Linked DNA regions of Ovis aries: region 1 is linked to region 2. The links are chromatin contacts, called in public Hi-C maps. All regions are on one chromosome and are shown on one strand. The core of a region is the stretch at or near the end of the contact, and the rest is flanking DNA. Distances in the headings are between cores, read along the strand shown.

The links. A called contact is a pair of places that touch in the nucleus more often than the background predicts.
Region 1: a Hi-C map of mixed tissues shows a contact between it and region 2, with 5 times the contacts expected there. The contact joins the promoter of FAM131C here to the enhancer-like site in region 2. A contact is called at or near these places in 12 of 16 Hi-C or Micro-C datasets (blood, hypothalamus, liver and 6 more).

What each region holds. Positions count from the first base shown.
Region 1 is chr2:249,706,341-249,713,039 of ARS-UI_Ramb_v3.0, forward strand. FAM131C (family with sequence similarity 131 member C) reads left to right here and starts at 4,238. Exons shown (of 7, transcript XM_027965693.3): 1 at 4,238-4,375. The coding sequence starts at 4,354.
Region 2 is chr2:249,609,292-249,616,274 of ARS-UI_Ramb_v3.0, forward strand. No RefSeq gene overlaps it. Among named protein-coding and RNA genes, the nearest start is that of ARHGEF19, 26 kb to the left of the region's middle. Within about 2 kb of position 5,615, at least 10 of the 54 cell types and tissues checked have an H3K27ac peak or open chromatin away from gene starts, as enhancers often do.

The DNA.
Region 1 (6,699 bases), core at 2,988-5,487, 96 kb after region 2:
GGGAGCCCCCTGCGGAACTTACCTTTTTCCGTCTCCCGGTCCCACCCAGTCGTGAGGGAGGAGGGGGAGCTCTCACTCGGCGTGTGGCTCACTCACTCTGGCTGGAAGCCCCCGGGCCCGACGCTGGACTGCAGAGTGGGCACCGTCTGAGGCCAGCTGTGCGCGTCTTGCTCAGGTGTCTCAGAAAGGGCCCCAGCCCTGGTCCTCAGGACGCCCGGGCCAGGCTGGGCCTCCGGAGAGGTAAGGCGCCGCACTGGGGGCCTCATCCGGGCTTCCACAGCCCCTGGCCCGCGCCCCAAGGGTGACTGGAAGGGAGGCTGGAGAAGGAGGATGGGGCTTCCCAAAGCCCTTTGGATGAAGACGAGATCCCAGCACCTGGGGATCCGGGCCCATGGCCTGGCCAGCTCTGCTGCCCCACCAGCTCACCCTCTGCGTGCCAGCCACCCAGGCCTGGCGGGGAGGGAACGGTGCGGGGCAAGGGGAGCCACACGCAGAAATAGCTCAGGTCAGGGAGGCCAGCAGTGCACGGCCGTTCCCGCTGAGTGTGGCAGAAGGAGAGCTGAAGGCCAGCTCGAGGAAGAAGCACACACTCGTCCCCCTGAGCACTGGACCCTCCCTCCTCCACACCATCGCCCGTGCTGGTCTCTCTGCCAGGCCGGGTCCCACTCACCTTCCCCTGCAGGCTTATCGCCGTCACCCCCTCTGGACGCTCCCTCCACCTGAGAGACCAGATCAAGTCCTCCTCTTCCACCTTCTCAAGAGCTCTTGTCTAGAACCTTCCAGGGCGCTGAGTCTCAATTTGCCCGGGCCGTTATCAGCTTAATGCCAACCTCCCCCACCAATCTGTTCTCCCTCCCCAGGGAATGTGTCTCCATCACCACCCCACAGCGCCGGGCACATAGTAGGTCTCCTGCTGGATGAAGGAGAGGTGAAATCAGACAGCCCTGGCTGCAACCACTTTCCGGACGTGTGGCCTCGGACAAGTCGCAGGTTCTCACCTTCAGTCAGTGAATATTTACTGAGCGTCTACTAGGTATTATTCTGAGCACCGGAGGTACACCCAGGTCCGTCTGGTTTCCAGTTCTGTTCTCTTTCTGCTTATCCAGCTCTGTCTTTCCTGAGAAAACTGGTGTTGAGGAAGATGTCTGAGGCTGGGAGGTGCGCACCTCCAGTCTAAAGTCTCGTCCTTCCCCACTGGACCCTGGGTGTCATAGATGCCAGTCCCCCTGGGCCCGTCAGCACCCTGCCTCCGAGTCTTTGTGGACATAGAGCCCTCCTTCATCTCTGCATGCCAACATCCCTCTTAACCTTCAAACTTCCACTGTGGGCTCACCCTCGCCTTGACACCCATCCTTCTGACCCTTGGCAGAAGCAGCTCTCCCCCGACCACCCGTGGCTGGTGTGGGGGCGCCCCGCTGGCCACGCTGACCAGAGTTACTTGTGCATGTGGCTCCCTGCACTGCGCTCCCTGCACTGCGCTCCCTGCACTGCGCTGTGCCGCCTCCTGGGACTGGGCGGGGACCGAGTCTGAGTCATCTCTAACCCCCCGCTGGTTGACCTTGACCTCTCTCCCATCAAACCCCGCAGCGTCTCCTCTCCACGCTCCAGCGCCCAGCCTGGGGCCAGGCACTCGGCATGGTGGACGTTCATTGTCCACCAGGAGCAGCGGGGCAGGCCACGCGGAGGGGGTGCTGGCTGGACCCCCCCAAACCATGTTGTGAGAGCACAGTCGGCACTCTCCTCTGGCTCCTCCCCCACCAGGAGCCCCCCTCCCCCATGCACGGCTGGGGGCGGGGGGGGGGGGTGGAAGGTCACCAGGCAGATGGGCTCTGGGCTGAGATGGAAAAGGACAGCCTGGCCCCAGGGAAGGACAGCCACACGTCTCGGCGCTCTCGGGGAATCGTCCGCTTCAGCAGAATTCCAAGGACTGGGAAGGTGAATGTGGGTGTGCTGGGGGGGGGGGGGCAGCCCACCCCCCTGAGGCCCAGTCTCAGCCGAGGGCCGGGGCTGGGCTGACAGGCAGCAGGCCTGTGTTCCAGTCCTCACTCGGACGTCAGCTGGCTGTGTGACCTTGGGCAGGCCCCTGCCCCTCTCTGAGTGCCCATCTGGACAAGGAGAGCAGCAGGCAGTGGAGAGCTGACCAGCGTGAATGCTGAGGCCCGGGCTGGCCAGAGCCCCACCCTGGACTGTCTCTGGCTGGGGAGGAAGTGACCTGGGGTGGCACACTGCCCAGCGTCCCCATGGGCCTCTGTCTCAGGCTGAAGGGGTGCCGTGGGCTCCCCAGGCACCCTCAGCTCCCCGTGAGCCTGGCACCCCCACTACCCCCAGAGCGGCCGGGCCGCCAGCGGGGAGCCTCCGTGGCTGTGACCCAGCATCCTGTGTCCGGGTGAGTCACAGTGCTCCCTCCAGCCGGAGCCAGGTGCCCAGTGCTGGGAGGAAGAGAAAGGACCCCGGCTCCCCTCCCTGGGCTGCAGGCGGACGGGCGAGGTCAGAGCTCCCCTCTAGAGCAGGCTTGGTGGGGAGGGGCTGGGGGTTTGAGGCGGGCAGGGCATGGCGGCCTGGAGCAGCCCAGTCCGAGGGCTGCGCTGCGCTCCAGGACCAGCGTGTCTGTCATGGGCATGCTGGCACCTCCTAGGCGCTTTGCATGCGGCCGCTGAACGGAGTGTCCTCAGCATTCCCGCTGCGTGAGGAAATGCCGCACACCTGCGTTCACCATCACTGCTATTTTTAGCTCTAAGCACCTACTACGGCTCAGTCACTTTGCACAGATTATCTCACGGATCCTTACAGCTATCCCGTGAGAGGCTCAGAGAAGGGAAGCAACTTGTTCCAGGTTGCACAGCGGGTGTGAGCTGAGCCCACGTTCTCACCAGCGGTGGACACCCCTGGCCGGGGTCTCTCCCCACCAGGACTTTTCTCCGGAGAAGGCGCCAGGCCTGAGGAAAGAAGGGGCAGCAGCGCCCACCCCAGCAGCCCACCCCACACCGGCAGCCACCAGGCCTGGATCCTGCCCGGCTGGAGGCCCCAAGCCCCACCACACGGCCACCCCAGCCGCCTTCATCCGTCAGCACCCTGCTGGGCGGGCACCAGGGAACCTGGCTTGCTTACTTGTAAAAGGGGCACCGTGCCATCCAGCCTGCCTGGCACACACGGAGGTGTCAGGATGGAGCGAGGCGGAAGGAGGCGAAAGTGAGCGCTCGGTGCCTGAGGGCTGTGCTGGGCCGCTGGCTGGGGCGCTGGGGTGTCTGAGCACGACGGCGTGTGAATGCAGGTGTGTGTGAATGCGAGTGCGTGTGAATGCGGGTGTGAATGCGACTGCGTGTGAATGCGGGTGTGAATGCGAGTGCGTGTGAATGCGGGTGTGTGTGAATGCGAGTGCGTGTGAATGCGGGTGTGTGTGAATGTGTGTGTGAATGCGGGTGCGTGTGAATGTGTGTGTGAATGCGGGTGCGTGTGAATGTGAGTGTGTGTGAATGGGGTGCGTGTGAATGTGCGTGTGAATGCGGGTGTGAATGCGAGTGTGTGTGAATGCGACTGCGCGTGAATGCGAGTGTGTGTGAATGCGGGTGTGTGTGAATGCGAGTGTGTGTGAATGCGAGTGTGTGTGAATGCGGGTGTGTGTGAATGTGTGTGTGAATGCGGGTGTGTGTGAATGCGAGTGTGTGTGAATGCGGGTGTGTGTGAATGCGAGTGTGTGTGAATGTGGGTGTGTGCGGTGGTGAGCGTGTGGGTGAAGCATATGTTCACACGTGCAACTGTGCGTACGTGCACTCACGGGTGGGCATGTGAGAGGGTGAGTGTGAGTGATTAGAGGGGCCCCGGTCACCCGCCCTCAGGCGCCCGAGGGGACCGCAGGCCCTGACCCTGACCTACCTACCGGCTCACCGTCCCCACCGGCTACATCCCCGGCCCTGGCCCATCGACCCCCAGTGGGGGGCTGACGGGCTCGCAGGAGCCCTGGGCAAGGCCCGTGACCCCTCCGTTTCTTCCCTGCAAAGCGGTTCACCGCCGGCCGTGCGCTGCGCCCGGCTGGCCGGATGCTGGAGCCCCCCCGCCCCCGCCGCCCGTCCCTGCCCTTCGCCCCGCGCCGCGGGGTCCCCGCCGCCAGCTTCGCCTCCGCGCTCAGCGCCGCCCCCGCCGCGCGGCCACAGGTGCGCGGGCCGCCGGGGCTCGGCCCCCCCGCGCTGACCGCGGCGAGGCGGTGCCAGGCTAGCGGGCGGCGCGAGCCGGACGCCCGGGCGGCGGCGGGAGCCGCGGGCCCGAGCCCTCCCCGCTCGTCCGCGCCGGCGCCGCGCGTGGGCCCCGCGCCCGCGGAGACATGAGCGCCCGGCGGCCCGGCCCCGTGGCCGCGTGATGGGCTCCTGCGTGTCGCGAGGTGAGGGGGCCCGGGCCGTGCCGGGGGAAGGGGCCCCGCGCCGGGTCGCGCGCAGTCCCTCGGCCGCTCCGAGGAGCCTGGGCGGGGGCGGGGGGACCCACCCGCCCTTCCCGGCGGCTGCACCCCACCGGCGCCCTGGGAGACGCGGGGCCCCGCCTGCATCTGCACCCCAGCAGGCGGCGGGAGCCGGGTCTCTCCCTTCCCGGCGGCCGCACACCCCTGCCTGGGGCGGGGGACACGGAGCGTCTGGCGCCCCCGGCCTCTCCGGAGTGACTCGGGGCACTCGCGGCGCAAGCCGACCCTCGTTCCCACGACCCCCCCCCCCCGCCCGAGACACAGGGCCCACCGCTGTCCGCGTACCCCACTCCCTGTCTTCAGACTGAACACCCGCGGCAGGCGTTAGCGGGAGGAACAGGGTCTAAAGAAGACCCCGGCCCCTCCTGCCGGCGCCTCACCCCGCCAGCCTGGTGCGGGGACAGGCGGGGACAGGCGGCCGGCCCGGGAAGCCGCGGCCTGTGTCTCCGCCCGGCTCTCTGCTGCCTGCTGGTGCCTGACCCCTGGCTGTCCCCGGGGTGGAGCAGGGAGCCCCGGGAGCCGCTCTGGGGGGCGGTGGGGTGGGCAGGGAAGGGGTGGGCAGGTGTTGGAGGCTGCGCCGGGTCCCTTCACCCCGCAGCGGGAGCAGCAGGGCTGAGGTGAGGGCGGACAGACCCTGGCTCCCACTCTGCGGTATGAAGCCAAACCCACTGACCCCAGGCACAGCCTTGGGGGGCCACCGCCGCATCCTGCACCCCAGCCCTTCCTCAGGTGTGGAGGGGTAACCAGGCCTGGGTAGGGGCTAGGCAGGCTCCAGGGGACCCGCCCTGGGAGATGAGGGTTGGGGGGGGGGGTAAAGGGCTCTGCCTGGGGGCTCTGCTCACCAGGCCCCCAGGGTTCAGGTAAGTGGCTCAGGATGTCTCAGGAGGGTGGGATCGTGCGTGGGGGCTGGGCTGTGTGAGGTTCTTTCATTCATTCATGAAGCTGACGTCAGCCTGACCCCTACTGTGTGCCAGCCACTGTGTACACACTGCGTGCCTAGAGCCGGTGAGCCCAGCATAGGGTCTGCTCTGGGCCTCCAGCCTGGCCAGAGGGGAAGGTACTATGTAGAGTGGAGAGTACCTAAGTTTCTTTAGAGCCAGCAGGCTCTTGGTGTGTCTGCAGAAGCCCGGAAGGCTGTGCAGGCCCCTGGTATTGGGGTCCCGGGGTCCCCTTTCCTTTGGCCCTCCTGCGCACCCGGCCGTCCTGTGCCAGGCGCCAGAGGCCCGGCCCCAGGAGACTTGCCCGTTAGCCACAGACCAGGGCGGTGCTGTCAGGGCTGGGGCAGGGGCTCGGGTCCTCTGACGCCCCCGTAGCTGGTGGACCCTCTGCCGTGCCCTCTGGGGGCACCCGGAGGTCTGCGCCCTTCCTGCTGTGGTTTGGGCTCCTCGTTGTATATCCTGACCTTGTGCCCTCCTGACGGGGTCTGCCCACTCCCAGTGCCAACATGCCCGCAGGCAAGTTGGATGCAGGTACAGGAAGCGTGAGCTCCCCTTGAGCCGAGGACACCCATCGTCCCATTGCTCTGGCTCGGGGGGTCTGAACCCCTGAGTGGAGGCCACCTGCCCCCCTAGCTGTCCCTGCTCCTCCCAGAGTGCGCGCGGCTCACCAGGGGCTGGTGGGAACGTTCCAGGCTCCACTCGCCAGTCTGGGGTCTGTACTAGCACAGCCCGCATTTTACAGGCAGGGAAACAGTCTGGGGCTGCGTGGTTAAGAAAGAGCAGAAGCGAGCCTTGGACGCGGTCATGCTGGCTTCGGCACCCGTGCCCTTGTTCTCTGTGCCACACAGCCGGCCGTTGGACCCAGGGCTGGCCTGGCCTGCTCCTTCCAGCCCCCGGCCTCTGGATTCCAAGAGCCTCTGAGTCTCCACGTGCTGAGTCACTCAGTCGTGTCTGACTCTGTGCAACCCTATGGGCTGTAGCCCTCCAGGCTCCTCTGTCCACGGGATTCTCCAGGCACGAACACTGGAGTGAGCAGCCATGCCCTCCTCCAACCCAGGAATTGAACCTGCGTCTCTTAATGTCTCCTGCATTGGCAGGCGGGCTCTTTACCACTGGCGCCACCTGGGACGCCCGGGAGCCTCCACAGCAGCCCCCGCACTCCACGTGCCAAACTTGCAGCCCGAAGCCGGGCGAAGCCGCATCCTTCTGCTGCCCACAGCCACCCAGGGCCTGCAGGCGACTGCAGCCGCCCAGCCAAAGCCCAGGCTTCGGGCCACAGCTGGGAGAGCCACCCCACCCAGCCCTGGGCAG
Region 2 (6,983 bases), core at 4,365-6,864:
TCCAGTATTTTTCCTGGGTTTACACGGAGGCTCGGCTTCTGATTCCAACAGAGCTTAGCTGTGAGCCAGGACCTCCCTTGGGGGAGGGATCTGTGTGGTTGGAAAGTGACCCTTTCTTTTCTGTTAAGATTAATTAATTTATTTGCCTGCACCGGGTCTTTGCTGAGGCATGTGGGATCTTGTTCCCCATCCAGGGATTGAGCACAGGCCTAGCTGCCGGGCCCCCGAGAAGTTCCCAATCCTTTCTTCAAATGAAGGGAGTCTGGTAGGAAAGGCGTTGGGAAGTTTAGAGCCCATCATGGAGGCAGGAATAGCAGGGCCTGGACCTGACCTTCTTTGAGCGCTTGCTTCGGGCCAGGGACGCCGGGGCACGCTGCCATCCAGCGACCGTGAGTATTTCCACAGCCACCTGATTCTGTGGGGTGATCGAAGAAGGGGAGGAGATGCTTTACAAACTGTGAAGCGCTGTGCCCTTGAACAACACCTAGAACACTCCAACACCTCTCTGAATGGCTGGGTGTCTCATGCGCCTGCTGGGGATAGTTTTGGGCTGGGGCATAGGATGGGGCTTCCCTGGTGGTCTAGTGGCTGAGACTCTGTGCTCTCAAGGCAGGGGGCCTGGGTATCCCTGGTCAGGGAACTAGATCCCACATGTCACAGCCAAGACCTGGCATAGCCAAATAAGTAAATATATGAAGTGAAGTGAAGTCGCTCAGTCGTGTCCGACTCTTTGCGACCGCCTGGGCTGTAGCCTACCAGGCTCCTCTGTCCATGGGATTTTCCAGGCAATAGTCCTGGAGTGGATTGCCATTTCCTTCTCCAGGGGATCTTCCCAACCCAGGGATCGAACCCGGGTCTCCTGCATTGTAGACAGACGCTTTACCGCCTGCGCCACCAGGGAAGTCCAAGTAAATACATACATATATATAACCCTGACCCCACAGGATGGCATGGATGGATGTGTCGCTAGAGGAGCGATGGAGTGCCACTCTTACCGACCACTCACCAGGCCCTGGGTTAAGGCCTGTGTCCGTCTTCATGTTGAGTGGGTATTGTTGATCCCACTCTACACAGAAGAAGACTGACACTCAAAGAGAGGGGCAGCAGGTGAGTCCACACACGAGAGCCCCGTGCAGGCTCGCTGCCCTGGGCCCCTTTCTAGTCGGTCTTTAGATTACAAGCGCCTTCCCATCTGGGCCTCCGCCCTGGCTGCTCGCTCCTGCTGGCACGCTCTCCCCTCGGATATTCAGGTCTGGCCCCTTCTTATTCCTCGGCTGTTGCTCTTCAGTTAAGTCGTGACCCCATGGACTGCAGCACACCAGGCCTCTCTGTCCATCACCAACTCCTGGAATTTGCTCAAACCCATGTCCATTGAGTCGGCGATGCCATCCAACCCCCTCATCCTCTGTCGTCCCCTTCTCCTCCCGCCTTCAACCTTTCCCAGCATCAGGGTCTTTTCCAATGAGTCAGTTCCTTCAGGTGGCCAAAGGATTGGAGCTTCAGCTTCAGCATCAGTCCTTCCAAAGAATATTCAGGACTGATTTCCTTTAGAATGGACTGGTTGGATCTCCTTGCAGTCCAAGGGACTCTCAAGAGTCTTCTCCAACACCACAGCTCAAAAGCATGAATTCTTTGGTGCTCAGCCTTCCTTATGGTCCAACTCTCAAAATGCCGCCACCTCAGGAGACCTTCCGTGATCACCGTCACATATGCGGTCTCCCCACCTCCCCACTCGCCTGTTGGACTGTGAGGTCCACAGTGCCTGCACAGAGGAGACGCCCAGCAGAGCTGTGTCGAGGGGACTTGAACCCAGCTCCGTGCGACTTCCAAGTCTGTACCCCGCGCGTCCCCTCAGAACTGCTCTGCCCCTCAGTCCCCACGCCAGCCCCACTAGGGGCCACACGCTGGGAGCCTGGGTGAGGCTGCCCCACCCCAGCCTGGGTGAGGCTGCCCTGGGCACCGGAGACCAGCTCAGCCACTCCTGCTGCTCTGACCTGGATTTCAACCTAGGCTCAGCTGTCACTTCCTGTCCTGGAGTGACCCTTTCCCACTCCAGGGTCCTTCTCTCCGGGTTTCCGATGTCCTGCTAAGAGTATATTTCTGATACTCCTGGGAGAAAGAACAAGAGGAAAGGGGCTGAAACTGCAGCTGGAGGGACTCTGGTTAGACATAAGGTAGAACTTCCCAACTGTGGGAACTGTAACAAACACCTGGGCGGGTGGAGGAAGTGAAGTTATGGAATCTCCTCCCTTGAGCAGCGTGAAGAACAGGACGAGCAGTCACCAGCCTGGGTGGGGTGCAGGAGTACAGGCAGGGTGACCTCTGGGAGCCATGCTTAGGGCCGGGGATCTGGTCAGGAAGGAGCGGAGGGGATCAGCTGTTAGCTCTGGCCTTCTAGATGCTGGTGCGGGTGTGGGAGAAGGTGCAGAAAGAGGCTGAAGGGGGCAGAGGCTGTGCCTGTTTATTTAAATATGGTGATAAGGGGAATTTTAAGGTGTTTTCGAGTTTCCAAAGCAGGGTGTGGGGAGGTGAGCCCTGTAGCTGGAGTCAGCAGACCGACTTGGGTCCTGTTGCACCACTTAGAAGCCGTGATGCTCTAGGCAGGTTTCTTCCCCTTTCTGAGTGCTAGTTCCCTCCTCCGTTAAACTGGAACGATAATGCAGATTAAAGGCGGTGGCACTCTGAAAAGGGGCTTTACAGAAAGTATTATGATATATCAGGATATGTGGCAGACTGGGCAAGGGTTATTATGACAACAATTATGGTGCTTTTGTTTTCAATGCAAACTATGCCCCAGGCCTAAGGTCTTTTAATCCTTACAACAACTCTATTATTATTATTATTATCTTTTTGACCGTGTCCTGAGAACCCGGGCCCTCGACCATGAGAGCACGCAGCCCTAACCACTAGCCTGCCAGGAAATTCCCACAACCACCCTATTTTGTCGCCCATTTTACAGATGAGGAGCCTGAGGCTCATAGAGGTGACGCAAATTGTCTGAAGTCACATAACCAGCTGGAACCTGACTCAAGGCTTAAATCCCATATGATTTCAGTCCGGTATCCTGCACTTCCCCCTGCAGCCTATAACTGGCTGAGAAGGCATTTTACAGACTGTGAAGGATGAATATCGTCATCATATTATTTTTTAAAGTAATTGCGGTTCATTCGTTTCCTCCGGTGGGAGCAGCAGCTTCTGGTCCTGCCACTAGAGGGCAGCAGAGCCCGGGGGTCCTGAGGGTGGCGCTCCTTCCAGCTCGGGTCCCGGCTTGAGCCCCCGACGCCTGGCTGTGTGTTGGGGGGGCGGGCCCAGGGCAGCGGCCGGCAGGGGCACCGGCGGGCACAGCCTTTGGGAAGTCGGAGCGCCCGCCCAGTCCTGACTCGGCTCGGAGAGGAGAAATCTGGCAGCGGGACGGCGGCTGGCCGCGGCACCTCCTCCGGGTGCTGACCCTCCCGCACCCTCCACCTGCCGACCAGGGCCGGGGCCGGAGCCCTGGCCCTCCCCAGAAGCCCCGGAACCCAGGGCATCGGCCTCGCAGGGCTCCCTTTGGACCGTCAGCTCCTGAAGACTTCAGGGGTCCCAGCGCGGGCCGAGCTCTCAGGAGTGCTTAAGGCTTACTGAATACACGTACGTGGGGGGTGTCCAAGCTGGGCCCAGAGCCCCTTCCTTCTGAGACTGCCCGAAGGTGGACTGAAGGGGAAGGGAGTGTTCCTAAGACTGAAAGATGCTTATCCCCAGAGGACCTGGAGAGCGGGCCTTGGCCCTGGGATGTCCAAGTCTTTACACCAAGGTCTCGGCTGCACAATGGCACGTTAAAGTCTCCACCATGCATGCATGCCGCTAGGTTGCTTCTTTGCGTCCGACTCTTTGTGACCCCATGGACTGTAGCCCAGCAGGCTCCTCGGCCCACGAGAGTCTCCAGGCAAGAATACTGGAGAAGATTCCCACGCTCTCCTCCAGGGGATCTTCCCGACCCAGGGGTTGAACCCACGTCTCCAGCATTCACAGTCGGGTTCCGCCAGCACCACCCAGGGAGCCCAGATCACACCACTTCATCAGCATCGATTACCCCCTGAACAACCTCCTTAATTACCCCCTGGAACAACCTTCTGGGCAGGTTCTGTATATACCTTTGACATTTTTCAAAGGAGGCGACAGAGGCTCGGAGAGAAGAAGCAACTTGCCTGAGGTCACACAGCAAATAAGAGGCAGAGCCTCTTTGGACACAGGCCCACCTGACCTCGGGCCTGCTCCCTGAAGCCTTCCGCTGTGACAGCCACTTCCTACCGGCTCTGCAGCGATGCCCCGCTCAGGGGGCCCATGCTCATCCACCAGCCGCCGTGGTCCTCACAGCGGCTCTGTGAGGGGCAGACTGGGATGGGAGCCAGCGCCCACGGGGGGCCGGGGCCCGCGTGGCCTGGCGCTCCGCCTCCTCCTGGCTCCGCGTTCAGCGACCTGAAGCAGGCACCGCGAGCCACGCGGGTGCCTTCCAGAAACTGCCCGCCCGCCTGCCCGCTCCCAGTCAGCGCCCCGCACGGAGCCGGCGGTCATCGGCCACCAGCAGGCCCCTTCTGAACGGGAGCGCCCCCTCTTAGAGAGGAGACGGACGTACCGAGGCGCCTGCGGGCCCTCTCTGCCCTGCGGCCAGGCGTCAGCCCCGCTGCCTGGCTGCGCCCCGCTCTCCCCCCGGGCTCACGCTCTGCCTGCTGTGGGACGCTGCCCTCTGCAGCAGCGTGCCCCGATCCTCTTCCCCTCCTGGTGGTGACAAGTGCCAGGACTGCCTGCTGGGCCCCAGCTCTCCTCCTTTGGCCTGGGGGCTGGGGTGCTCTTGACCTCGCTTCTTTTATTGAAATGTGTATTTGTTTGGCCGTCTCAGGTCTGAGTTGGCAGCGGGATCCTTCACTGGCATGTGGGCTCAGCTGCGCCAGGCCAGGTGGGACTCAGTTCCCCGACCAGGGATGGAACCCGAGTCTTCTGCATTGGAAGGTGGCTTCTCAACCCCTGGACCACCCCGCAAGTCCCTCCTGGCCCCTCTTCGTGACTGCGGGTGAAGCCTTGTGCCCAGTGGGTGGTGGGATGCCTCAAACCTGACTTTGATGCCCCTCCAGCTGTGACCCCAGCAGCACGGCATCAGTGGCCAACAAACAGGACTGGCAGCCGCCTGCAGGGTGGGGCAGCGCGAGGCTTCGCGGAAGGCTGGGGCAGAGGCGCCCTGGAGGCTGTGTTGCTTGGCAGACCAGTGCTGGGTGGCACTGGTCACCAACGGCCCCTAGAGTCAGTCCTGCAGCCACTCTGGCTGCTGGGTCCAGAGGGTTTGGGGTCCCAGCTGGTAGGCGGAGCTCCCGGAAGTGCGGCAACGGCGGCGGGCTGGGAGGAGCACAGGGCAGGGCAGTGGCGCGCACACCCTTTCCCCAAACAGGTGCGTCCTCCCAGACATCCCGCCGCAGCTGCTGGTTTCCAGGAAAAGGCCGATGCGATCGCTGAGTCGGCGGCTCGAGGCTGGTGTCACCTTGCAGCTCCGCAGGATGAGTCTGCTGCTTCAAGGGCCCAGCAGGGCCTGCCCAGGAGCCCCGGGCCTGGCCAGCTTCCCGTTACCCGCCCCGTGCCATTGTTCCCGCCTGGTTGCCAGCCCTGTGCTCTCCTGCCTGGCCTCTGGCCCAAAGGGCACCTCAAGCCCCACAGCAGCCTGGCTCCGATTTCCCAGATGCCAGACTTGCTCACACTGGAGCAGAAGCAGGGTTCAGGAGACTTGTGGTTTGAATTTCCGGACCACCCAGACCTGCTCCGTGGCCTTGGGCAAGCCCCTTTCCCTCTCTGAGCCTGTTTCCTCATTGTTGACAGGCAAGTTGTCACCCTACTGGGCCTTGCTGTTCAAAGGAAAGGCAGGGGCCTGAGGTGCCGGCGGGTGGGAGGTGCTCAGGAAATGGTTCTTACATGCTCTCCCCCCGCGTGACCTGTTCTCCCAGGGCCTGTGGGGAAGAAGGAAGCAGTGGGCCCTTTGCAGAGGGCCCACCTGATCAGCACATAGTCGTAATACTCATCACACAGCGCCATGGTTCACTAGGGAAATGGGTCCGAGCTTCCGTCTCCTACACTGGCCGGCTCTGGGCTCCTGGCATTAGGGGAGCCAGGTGTGGTAGGAAGTGGGCACTGCCAGGGGCCACCGTCTGGGTGAGGTCAGGACTTGAAAGAATCCGGCCTGTCCAAGAGGGGGACTGGCAAGGCTGCCTGAGGTGGGCGTCGGGGGAGGCCTGGCCCTCCCCTCTCCGGGGCAGCTCTGGGTGGCGGCCCCTGGCCAAGGAGCCCCGCTGCAGCTCAGTGCCCACATCCTGCTCCACGTGGTAGCTCGTCACCCCTGCTCCAGACAGCGGCTTCTTGTGTGTTTGGGGCTTCAGAGGAATTAATGAAATTGTCATGTAATTAGCAACGTGGTGGGCACCGTCTGGGACTGGCAAGGGGAGCTGGGAAGCGGGGGAGGGGGCCTGGGAGCTGGGATTGCTCAACCAGTGACCAGTGAAGAGGGCGGAGTGGGAAGTAAGTGGTGGGTTGAGTAAAGCGTGAATCAGTGAATGGATAAGTGAGTGAGTGAACTGATGGGTAAGCTAGTGCCCGAGCGACATTAGCAAACACTCACACCGCTCTCACTGCAGGCCTAATATGGTGCTAAGCCCTTCCCTTGTCTGAACTCACTCAGGCTTCCCCAGAGGTAAGCTGAATTATTGCCTCCACTTCACCAAGGCACAGAGAAATTAAGTAACTTACCCCACGTCCTGCAGCTAGTAAGTGACTGACCTGGGACTTGAATGCGTGCAGGCTGGCTCCGGAACCTTTGGGTACCAAGTGGGAGCACAGCCCCAGGACTAGGAAGAGAGTCCACAGCTGGGTGGTGCGAGGCTGGGTTTTGCAGTCTGGTCCCGGAGGCTTCAGACTTGACGTTATTGGGGAGGTCATTCTTTCATTCATTCCACACGTCTGCTGGTCGC